2 separate regions of the Zea mays genome follow, and region 2 is linked to region 1. Evidence: chromatin contacts called from public Hi-C data. All regions are on one chromosome and are shown on one strand. The core of a region is the stretch at or near the end of the contact, and the rest is flanking DNA. Distances in the headings are between cores, read along the strand shown.

Evidence for each region. Hi-C and Micro-C count contacts between places; a contact is called where the count stands out from the background.
Region 2: a Hi-C map of leaf shows a contact between it and region 1, with 4 times the contacts expected there. The contact joins the promoter of LOC100285537 here to the promoter of LOC100283239 in region 1. A contact is called at or near these places in 5 of 25 Hi-C or Micro-C datasets (bundle sheath, leaf and tassel).

The regions. Positions count from the first base shown.
Region 1 is chr10:122,370,052-122,374,731 of Zm-B73-REFERENCE-NAM-5.0, reverse strand. LOC100283239 (22.0 kDa class IV heat shock protein) reads right to left here and starts at 3,075. Exons shown (of 1, transcript NM_001156141.2): 1 at 2,034-3,075. The coding sequence starts at 2,841. The coding sequence ends at 2,188. It also overlaps the pseudogene LOC103641691.
Region 2 is chr10:122,529,014-122,534,009 of Zm-B73-REFERENCE-NAM-5.0, reverse strand. LOC100285537 (6b-interacting protein 1) reads left to right here and starts at 1,364. Exons shown (of 1, transcript NM_001158428.2): 1 at 1,364-2,984. The coding sequence starts at 1,748. The coding sequence ends at 2,926.

The DNA of each region.
Region 1 (4,680 bases), core at 1,826-4,325:
TATCACCATAAATATTCCTCTTGTAATGTGTATGATGAGTCAGACAACTCATTGTAATGTTTTTTCCAAATATATCGAGGCCCCATTTGGTTCACTTTAGCTTACTACAAAATCTAGATCATGATTAGGATTATGGTAATCTGGATCAAAGATTGCCAGCTAGTTTGGAACCTTGAATCTCTCGTAGTAGGTTGGAGATGCATTATATAATTCTTACAGTCCATTTTGCTGGGTGTTTATAGGTCACCTGGAGATTATTTTTGTCAGATTGGTTACTGTAATCTAAGGTGGTCCAAAATCCAAATAGACCCTGAATACTGGTGAAGATCACCTTTGTCGGGCTGTTATTTTTTTAATCCTGAAAGCTCTTTTCACAGAAAATTTCCGTGTTCATGGCCATACTTGTTTCGGTTGTTTTGCGCACCCGATGCTAGCCGCACCATCAATCAATCACTCAAGCAATAAGGTAGAAAATATTCCAGCAATTAGCACTATTACTAGCTATTTAGTTATACTAGTAGACGAGCACAACTAGTGAAGAACCGAGGTCAACACAAGGTCAGCCCAATCAGGGACTGAGGTAGAAGCATACCGAGTCGATACCGTGGTAAAGAAAATGCCATATAGACAGTTGATGCCAAGTCATCGAACGAGTACCATAGACAGCAAATCAGGGACACTCATCCCTCGCCTCCCCCATTTTCATGTTTTCGTAGAGCAGGAAGGAAAGGAAAGAGGCGAGCATACATGTTCATTGCTGGAGAAGGATACGACGAAAACCTGGACATCTGGAGGCGACATAGGTAGTATATCGCTAGATACATATAGGAAGAGAGCACGCAAGCGGAGAAAGAAGCCCAGCCGGAGCAGCTCCAAACCGAGAGGCACCCGCACCAGGCGTCAGTCCGAGAAGGACGAGAGAATGCGAGTGCCTTCCCAGCCCTAGACCCACCGAGGCGACACAACACCACCACCAACTCCGTAGCATATGCCGACTGCTGCCGCGCTACGGGCCTTAGTTGTCCAATATCTTAGACATGGATTCCTCATCGCCAAGATAATTTAAGCGTGGCAGGCGCCACCATGTCCTCCTCAGCGGCACGCACGGAGAAAGGCTAGGAGCAAGACCGACTCGCCTTGTACCCGCGTCGACACGCGTCGATCGGCTCGTGGCTGCGACTGTGAGCGGTCACAGCAGGTTGGGGAGGAAGAACAAGCAGGTGAAGGCCGGGAAGACGAATGGGACGTCCGACGACGGCGAAAATGATGGTGCGCGCATGCTGTGAAATGTCCTCATGGACGTGCAATAACCACTGCGTGGGTCTGCCGAGAATGGGTGGCGCGGAGGCGAAGACATGAGGGGAGAGAGAAAAGAAGCAGGATGGCGAACGAGATGGCGGCAACTGAGGCGAGTTCCATCATTATCATGCAGAGGTATAAATGGTCAAATGGGTTGTGTCTCGCGGGCCAGCTCGAGGCACGACACATTTAATAGTGATTGAACCAGTCCGGCACGAGCGACGTGCTGTGTTTGGGCCGTAGCCTCGACCCGTAGTGCTGGTCCGGCTTGACACGATTATATTTTTTATTTTACAAAAAATCATATATACATATGTATAATTTATATTTAATATTAAAAACACTTAAGAATGATGTTCTACTGGTTAGATGGTTTCACCTAGTGTCTTTCGCTCTTCTTCTATCAAGACGTGGGTTTGAACCCACCTTCTGCATCGTTTTTAACATTTTACGCTGATGGCTCAACGAGCTACCGTATCTGGCCGGAGCTGCGGCAGGGCGGGACCATGCCGGGCCGTTTGACCATCTATGCGGATGTGTGGTTTGTATGCGTATGTGTAGTTTGGTACGTGGAGATTGGTTGCGCGGAGGAGATAAGTATGCATGAGTTAATTTGAAATAGATGTAATGAGTTATTCGTAAAAAATAACGTAGAACAACCATATACTCGGACACAGAATAGCTTCTCCGAAGAGAAAAAAAGTCATGCAAGATCATCAGTAACTGTGTTTTGAATTGAAGGGATAGTGCTGTAGGTTTTTATTTCTCAGTCAAGATCGCACACTTTCTCTGCCTCTCCATACAATACAGGTGGAGATACCGGATACGTCGTGGAACATACAGAACATACCCAAAAAAAAAAAACGCGAACACCCCTCGTTTGACTGTTCAGAGCTCCACCTTCTTGGTCTGATGATGACCATCCCCGGCGCCGCCGCCAATACTCTTCTTCGCGTCGCCGTCACCGTCTCCCCCGGCAATCCCAACGACGCGCGGGCCCTTGACCTGCTCGGGGGCCAGCTTCCGGAACCGCACGGTGAGGACGCCGTTGTCGAGGCTGGCGCCGACGGAGTCGAGGTCGGCGTTCTCGGGGAGGCGGAACTGGCGCCAGAACCTGCCGTGGGAGCGCTCCTCGCGGTGCCAGTGGTCGCCCCTGTGCTCCTCCGCGCGCCGCCGCTCGCCGCTGACTCGCAGCACCCGGCTGTAGTCCTCCACCTCGATCTTGAGGTCCTCCCTGCGCATCCCGGGCACGTCCACCACGATCTCGTGCGCGTCGGGAGTCTCGCGCCAGTCCGCGCGCGCCATGGAGACCATGGCCACGTCGTCCCGGTCGAAGCCCAAGGGGACGTGCTCCAGGATCCGGAACGGGTCGGCCAGGAGGCCCACCCCGGGCCCGGACAGCGGAGACGCCGCCGCCGCCGCGGCCTCGTCGCCCCCGCGCCTCCCTTCGCCGAACCACGGGAGCAGCGCGCCGTCCGCCAGTGCCGCCGCCATCACGGCGAGGCACGCGAGCGCGAGCGCTGCTGCGGCTCTCCTCGACATCGTCACGGACCCGAAGGCTTCAGGGCAGTGCGTGCGCACTTTAAAGTTCAATCTAACAGAACTCGCTGATCAGTGAGCAAAAAACTACGCCCGATTGATTAAAGGTCGACACTCGCGCCAAGATTTCAACTTCAAGACAAGAATCGACGCGCAAGCCAGTTGACGTACGCTTCCTGATGCGCTCTTCCTAGCTAGTGCCTAGTGTGCCTTCGATCGGTGGTATGATGATGCGATGGTGACAGGGCAGCGAGGCGGGGTATATTTATAGCGTGGTGAGGAAGTCGGAGAAGGGAGCGCGGTGGCGAGCCAGAAGGTTCGACGAGCTCGAGAGGGTTCGAGGTTGTTGCAGAGGCTTCGCCGCACGGCTAACGTCCCGATGGCGGGAGAGATCTCCTGAAACGTCCTCGTCGCCGTCGGCGTCTCTTTTGGGCTGGGCCAAGTCAGCGTTTATCGCGGACCAGGTCCACGGCGCATGGCCCATCACACATACCTTTCCATGGGCCTGGTGATTACCGACCATGCATGGCAACGATTTTTTTTTTTTTTGAGTCATTGCAGGCGAACAATTTTGATCTGAGTTGTGGCCTGTGGGGTTAACAAGCTTCTTTTCCTAGTATTTTCGACTTATTAATAAAGTACATCTAGGTTTGTTTTGTCAACAAGAAAGAACATCTAGGTTTGTTCTAAGTTACACCTTTTTAACGCTGATGACTACCAACATCTTAAGTTCGTATGAATTCAGAATACAATTTTAATTTGAATAGATTCGATTATTCATGACACATACTTTGAAAATTCTATAGATAAAGAGCCGGGAGCAAGGGAGGAAATACGTGCGTCCACGTCGGCTTAAATTTTTTCAGCCATTGGATAGTCTGTCAACGGCTGTGAATGCATCGCACGGCCAGCGACTGGAAGCTTCCCGTAGCAGCTACCACACAGTCAACCGGATACTTCCAGGTCCTTGGACTCCTTGCATATCGGTCAGTTTGCCATCAGAACAAGGAGAAAAAAAGGTTCCGGTCTTCATCCCTTCCATTTCCAAAGGACGACGCTCTCACCATTCACGAACGGCGACTGCGGATCGATCGTGCGTCGTCTCCTGCGCCGGCCTCTCTTCAAGTCAGGTGTGTTTTTTCTCAGATTTTTTCTTCTCACACAACTTTTTCTAGAAAAAAATGGCGTTAGGGTTTTCGTCTTCCGTTGGAATGTCTCTTCCTCCTCCTCCCGCTATCTCACCCGATCTTCCGATGGACTGTCTCTTCCTCCTTCTTCTGCTATCCCATCCGCGCACAACCCCTCATTGAACCCCACTGCTGTTTCCGTCGCTCTGACTCCCGCGCCCGCCGCCGCAGCGCGCGGTGTCCTGTGTTGGACGCGCTCCCACGACAACGCCTACCCCCTCCCCCTGCGCCCAACGGAGCCATCCTTCTCAACACCAGTCTGAAACTCAGAGATTGGCAGCTCGCACACATCCATAGCTTCCGAGGAAATAAATTTTTAGCTTTCGAGGAAATAAAAGAAAACAAAGGGGAAGATGATATATGTAAGCTCGCACACATTCATAGCTTCATAGCAGGGAGCAAAGCAACGCTATCCTAGAAGAAAAAAAACTTCAATCTGATATGCACATCCATACAAACTAGCAAATGAAAACGATAAACTTTCAAGTATCCAGTTGCTTCGTTTCAGAAAATAGATTCCAATGATAATCAATATTTTTTCATTATTTCACATATATAGTCCAGGATTCACTGCATACTAAACTGCGATTGTCTCAGACATCCTAAAAAAGCTTCATTCTGATATGCACACCCATATATCAGCAAAGCAACGCTA
Region 2 (4,996 bases), core at 115-2,614, 160 kb before region 1:
GGCTAAGTGTGAACCTTTTACACCTGTATAATCTATACACTTGGGCAAACTAGTTAGTCCAAAGTTTTGTGTTGGTCAATTCAACCACCAAAATTAATTAGGGACTAGGTGTAAGCCTAATTCCCTTTCACCCCCTACTGCAAGCGCACCCGACCTGGACGCGGGACGAACACGAAGGCCGCGGGATTCCCACCTCTCTCACGCCGGTCTCCGGCCGCCTCGCTTTCCCCCCTTCGCGCTCGGCCTCGCGTCGACCCATCTGGGCTGGGGCACGCGACGACATTCACTCGTCGGCTCAGGGACCCCCGGTCTCGAAACGCCGACACTATAAAACAAACTACTATGCTTTCCACATGCTTCACGTCTCCATGAGGCCTTGTTCATCTTGCCAATGGTCTCTTAAGCCGTCACCATAGAGTTAGGCTATCTCTACAGTTATCCTATCTTATCTCATATCTTATCTCTTATTTTAAACTATAATCTATAAACAATATTGTCTATAGTGTCACGATCACGCAACCTTATGTTTGATGATTGGTTTCCATGACTTGATCAACACGATCCACCGTCTTCGGGGAAGCCAACACCTTTTTTGTTTTTATGAAGTGCCCAAATAGCATGACAAGTAAATGGACACAATTAAACTCTACATATCTTGCTTGGGACAACATCTCATCAAACAAAGTTGCCAGATTGGTCGAAGAATTTGGCCCTCGAAGACCCCACAGAGAATGAATGCACTCCGATTGATAAGAGCATCTTTAAGACTCTTTCTAAATTTCACTCTCTAAATTATAATTTGGAGAGTCATTTATATAAAAAAATATTTTCTATATATTTGCAATCTCCAATAGCTTTTGTATATCTTGTACTTTAGAGAACCATTCACATTTTCTATTTTGGCTAATGAGAACCTGGAATATAAGATGGTCATTTAAATAAGTTGTTGGAAGATATTTTTTTGTGTAAAAATCTCTAATTATATTAATTAAGAAGAATATAGAGTATCTTGGAGTTGCTCTAATAGCTTTATCATGACAAATATTATTAGCACTTAAATATTATTGGGACTTAAATATTATTGTGATGTTTGGTTTGAATAATCAATCTATTCTAGATGAGGTGATGCATCACGAGTCTATTTTAAAAATTTAGTGGGATAAACTCATTCATAATATTATTACTAACTATTAGACTATAATAAATGAAATGATGATAATCAACTTATTCCATTACATAAACTAAACAAAAAATAGGTAGCGAGAAGATGATAAACTATCTCGTTACTCGAGCAAACTAACTTTATATAAAGCGTCGTTCTTCGTTTTGATCTCTCTGCTTGATGAGGTACACATGTGCGGCTCTAAAATTGATATTTCGCGGGCAAGAGCCACACGGTTTCCCATCCCAATTTCTTCGAGGAGGTCGTACCATGGACGGAACGTGGTGGACGAGCGGTCTTCCTGCCGGCCGACGCGTCCGGATCGGGTTCCAACCAGCCCAAACCACCCCGCCGCCGGCCGTTTCCCCGCACTCCACCACCTGCGCCGGCCCATCCTCCCGGCCTGGCCCATGCCAACGCGCCCCGCGCTGCCCTTGCCGTGCCTCAGCCGGATCCCCCTCAAAGCACGACCACACCACGCCGCCGGTACCGGCGCACCATCGAAACCAACCCTAGCCAAACCAAATCAGATCAGATCCCCTTCCCCTCTCCACGCCCAAATCGCTCCGATCCGCCGCGACCGCGATGGACGACGACGACGACGTGTCGCCCTCCTCCTCCCCGTCGCCGCCCTCCTCCTCCGCGCTCCCCGTGGACGGCCCCGTCACCGTCGCCGCTGCGCCGCCGGGCGCTTCCATGGCGGTCGCGCTCCCGATCCATAGGACCGCGGCGTCCCTGTACGCTAGCGCCGGCGGCGATGGCGGCGGCGGCGGCGGGAGGGAGGACGCCTGGAGCGACGGCGCCACGTCCGCGCTCATCGACGCCTGGGGCGAGCGCTTCGTCGCGCTCGGCCGCGGCAGCCTCCGCCACCCGCAGTGGCAGGAGGTCGCCGAAGCCGTCTCCTCCCGTGACGGCTACTCCAAGGCGCCCAAGTCCGATATCCAGTGCAAAAACCGCATCGACACGCTCAAGAAGAAGTACAAGGTCGAGAGGATCAAGCCGGTCTCCGGCTGGCAGTTCTTCGACCGCCTCGATTTTCTCCTCGCGCCCACCTACGGCAACAAGCCCGGCAACGGCGGCGGCGGGCACAACTCCAACAGCCGCAGCCAGATGCCTGCGGCGCCGCGAGTGGGCTTCCCTCAACGCAGCCGCACGCCGCTCATGCCCGCAGCAGGATCCGGGGCCAAGCGGAGGGCGCCTTCGCCGGAGCCGTCGGTGTCCTCCGATTCCTCCGACGGCTTCCCGCCAATGCCGGCCCTTCCGGCGGTGAACGGGAAGAGGAAGAGGACGGACGATGGGCGCTCCGACGGAGGCGGCGACCGCGCGCAGGGGCTTCGGGAGCTGGCTCAGGCGATACGGCGCCTCGGCGAGGCGTACGAGCGCGTGGAGGCCACGAAGCTGGAACAGGAGGCCGAGATGGAGCGTCGGCGCATGGACTTCGCGCAGGAGCTGGAGTCGCAGCGCGTGCGGTTCTTCCTCGACACGCAGATGGAGCTCACGCAGGCCAAGAATCACGCGTCTCCTGCCACGGCCGCCGTCCCTGCTGTTGGCTCGTCGAGGAGGATTCCGAGGATGTCACTGGTTACCGACGCCGGTGGCAGCAGCAATCACCATAGCCGTTACCGGATCAGCCATGTTGACAGGCACCGCCATGCTCCACGCCCACATTACCAGCAGTACCATGACAACAATAACGCGGGGGCAGCGGCTGCAAGTGACGGTGAGCAGTCTGACGAGGAAGATTATGAAGAAGAGAGCCAGTAACTGCATCATTGTTCGCCATAATTCATAGGGTTAATTAATTGGATCTCTATGCCATGACAATTCCGTGTTCGTAGTGTCTAACTGAGTCGTTCTTTTTTATACGCTCGCAACGACGTTTGATCCACCTCCAGGTCACTATATTTTAGTACGAACCAAAGTAACTCTTCTTTCTCTGGCTTCTGTTCTTCGTATGGCGGTGAGTCACCGGTGGGAGGGGCGAGCCCGGTTGGTGGCGCGCGGTCACGGCGGACGGAGCAACGCCAACGAGCGATGAGGGCATCGTGAGAAGGGTGAGCAGAGCCGAAAGTTTGCGTGACTGCACGGCCCAGGTCCATCGTATTTCACACTCTACATGAGATAATTTTGTGGTGGACCGTGCCGCGCTCAGTTATTAAAAGCTAGGCCCGGTCCAACCCGAAGAATAGTAGGCTGATGATGTGTTGTGTCGGCTCAAGCACGCGGACAAAAACCTATATATATCTAAAAAGATATATCATCAAAATATTCATAACTTTGATATAGATAAAAAACCATATGTGAAATAGAAATTAATATTTTCTATAACTTTTGTGAAGATAAAAAAATATTAGAGCATGAAATAACCATTTAAATGCTAGTTTTCTAATTCATGCCTCACTTCATGCCATATTGGTTCAAACACGATCCATCTAGTCGTGCCGTGCTGTGTCGTGCCTAAGTTTGAGGCACGGTACAACCCAGCCATTCGGGCCGTACCAGTCTAGCCCATTTTCTTTGTGTCGGGCCATGCTTTGGACTTGTATTCTCGTGATGTGCCGTGCCGATCCCAAATGGCCTAGCCCAAACTTTCAGGTCTAGTGAGCACAATCGCACACAGAGCAGGGCTAGCCAACATTGGGAGGGGCTAGCGCGGATCTTGCTGCTTACCACCGGCCTGTGCGTCGCCCGCAACTCATCCTCGTTGTCTCTCCCTGATGAGATGTGTCGGGGATATGATCTCGGCCGCAGAGCGCATTGGGAAAAGGCCTCTAGCAAGTGGGGTCGTTGGTCCGCTAGAAGAGATGGGCAACGTCTACCATAAAAGAACCCATCCTCAGTCGAACCCCGCGACACCAAGCCCGAGGTCGGGCATGACAGTACCTGACAGGGGGACCGTGTGTATCAGAGGGAAGCCACCCGAGTGGATCCCACGCTCGGCCCAAGATTGGCCCATCATAAGTGACCGACCACATTAACTACACTTAGCGTCGAGTCGCAGCGGAGGCGCCTGTCCACTTCCCACTCATGACCTACGAACCCCTCGGACTGCGGCGCATTTATGGCCCACGCGTCTCTCAGCCTAGGGCGCACTCATGACCTACCGGGACTAGGTCTGAGTACGCAAACAGTAGGCAGGGCGTAACAAGACGAGCCATGCCGAGCCCCAGGCTACGAAGGCCAGGGGTCGACATAGCCTAAATGATGGCGTCTAGGACCCATAATAAATACAAGACAACCAAGCAACTCTGGGGCCCACAAGCACACGTGGCTTTACCCCGGGTAGAACGCTTGGCTTTACTCTTGTCTTACGACTCCTTCCTAGGGAAGACACTGTTGGTCGACCTCTCTCCTGTCTATAAAAGGGAGGGGTTGTCTGCCATGCAAGGGTTGAGCTCTTTTGGATACGCACCCATAAGGATGAACCCCAGACGAATAGGAGTAGGAGCACTGACGAGGACCAGGAGGTCGGAGCCCCATCGCCAATTTAAGACTTAACTAGGACTCCACTCTGTAGCTCTTAGCTCCACTTCCACCTCGATAAGAGACTTGGTAGCCTCTCCTCCCTCTCTCGCCCACTTGTAATCCCTACTACGAGTTTTGATCATTAATGGTGCCGGTAGCGCAAGCCGCTGATGACTGGAAGTAGGGATGTTCTGCCTGAACCAGTATAAATCTTGCGCCCACCGTGCACACCCTCCGAGGCCCAGAACGCGCACAATAAATTTACTTGTCGGAGAGAGGTTCGAAACACTAACAAGAGGTAGATCCTCTGTCTTCATGGTTGCCTCATCATCGTGGCCAAGGACGCTTTGAGACGGTGGGCATGGATGC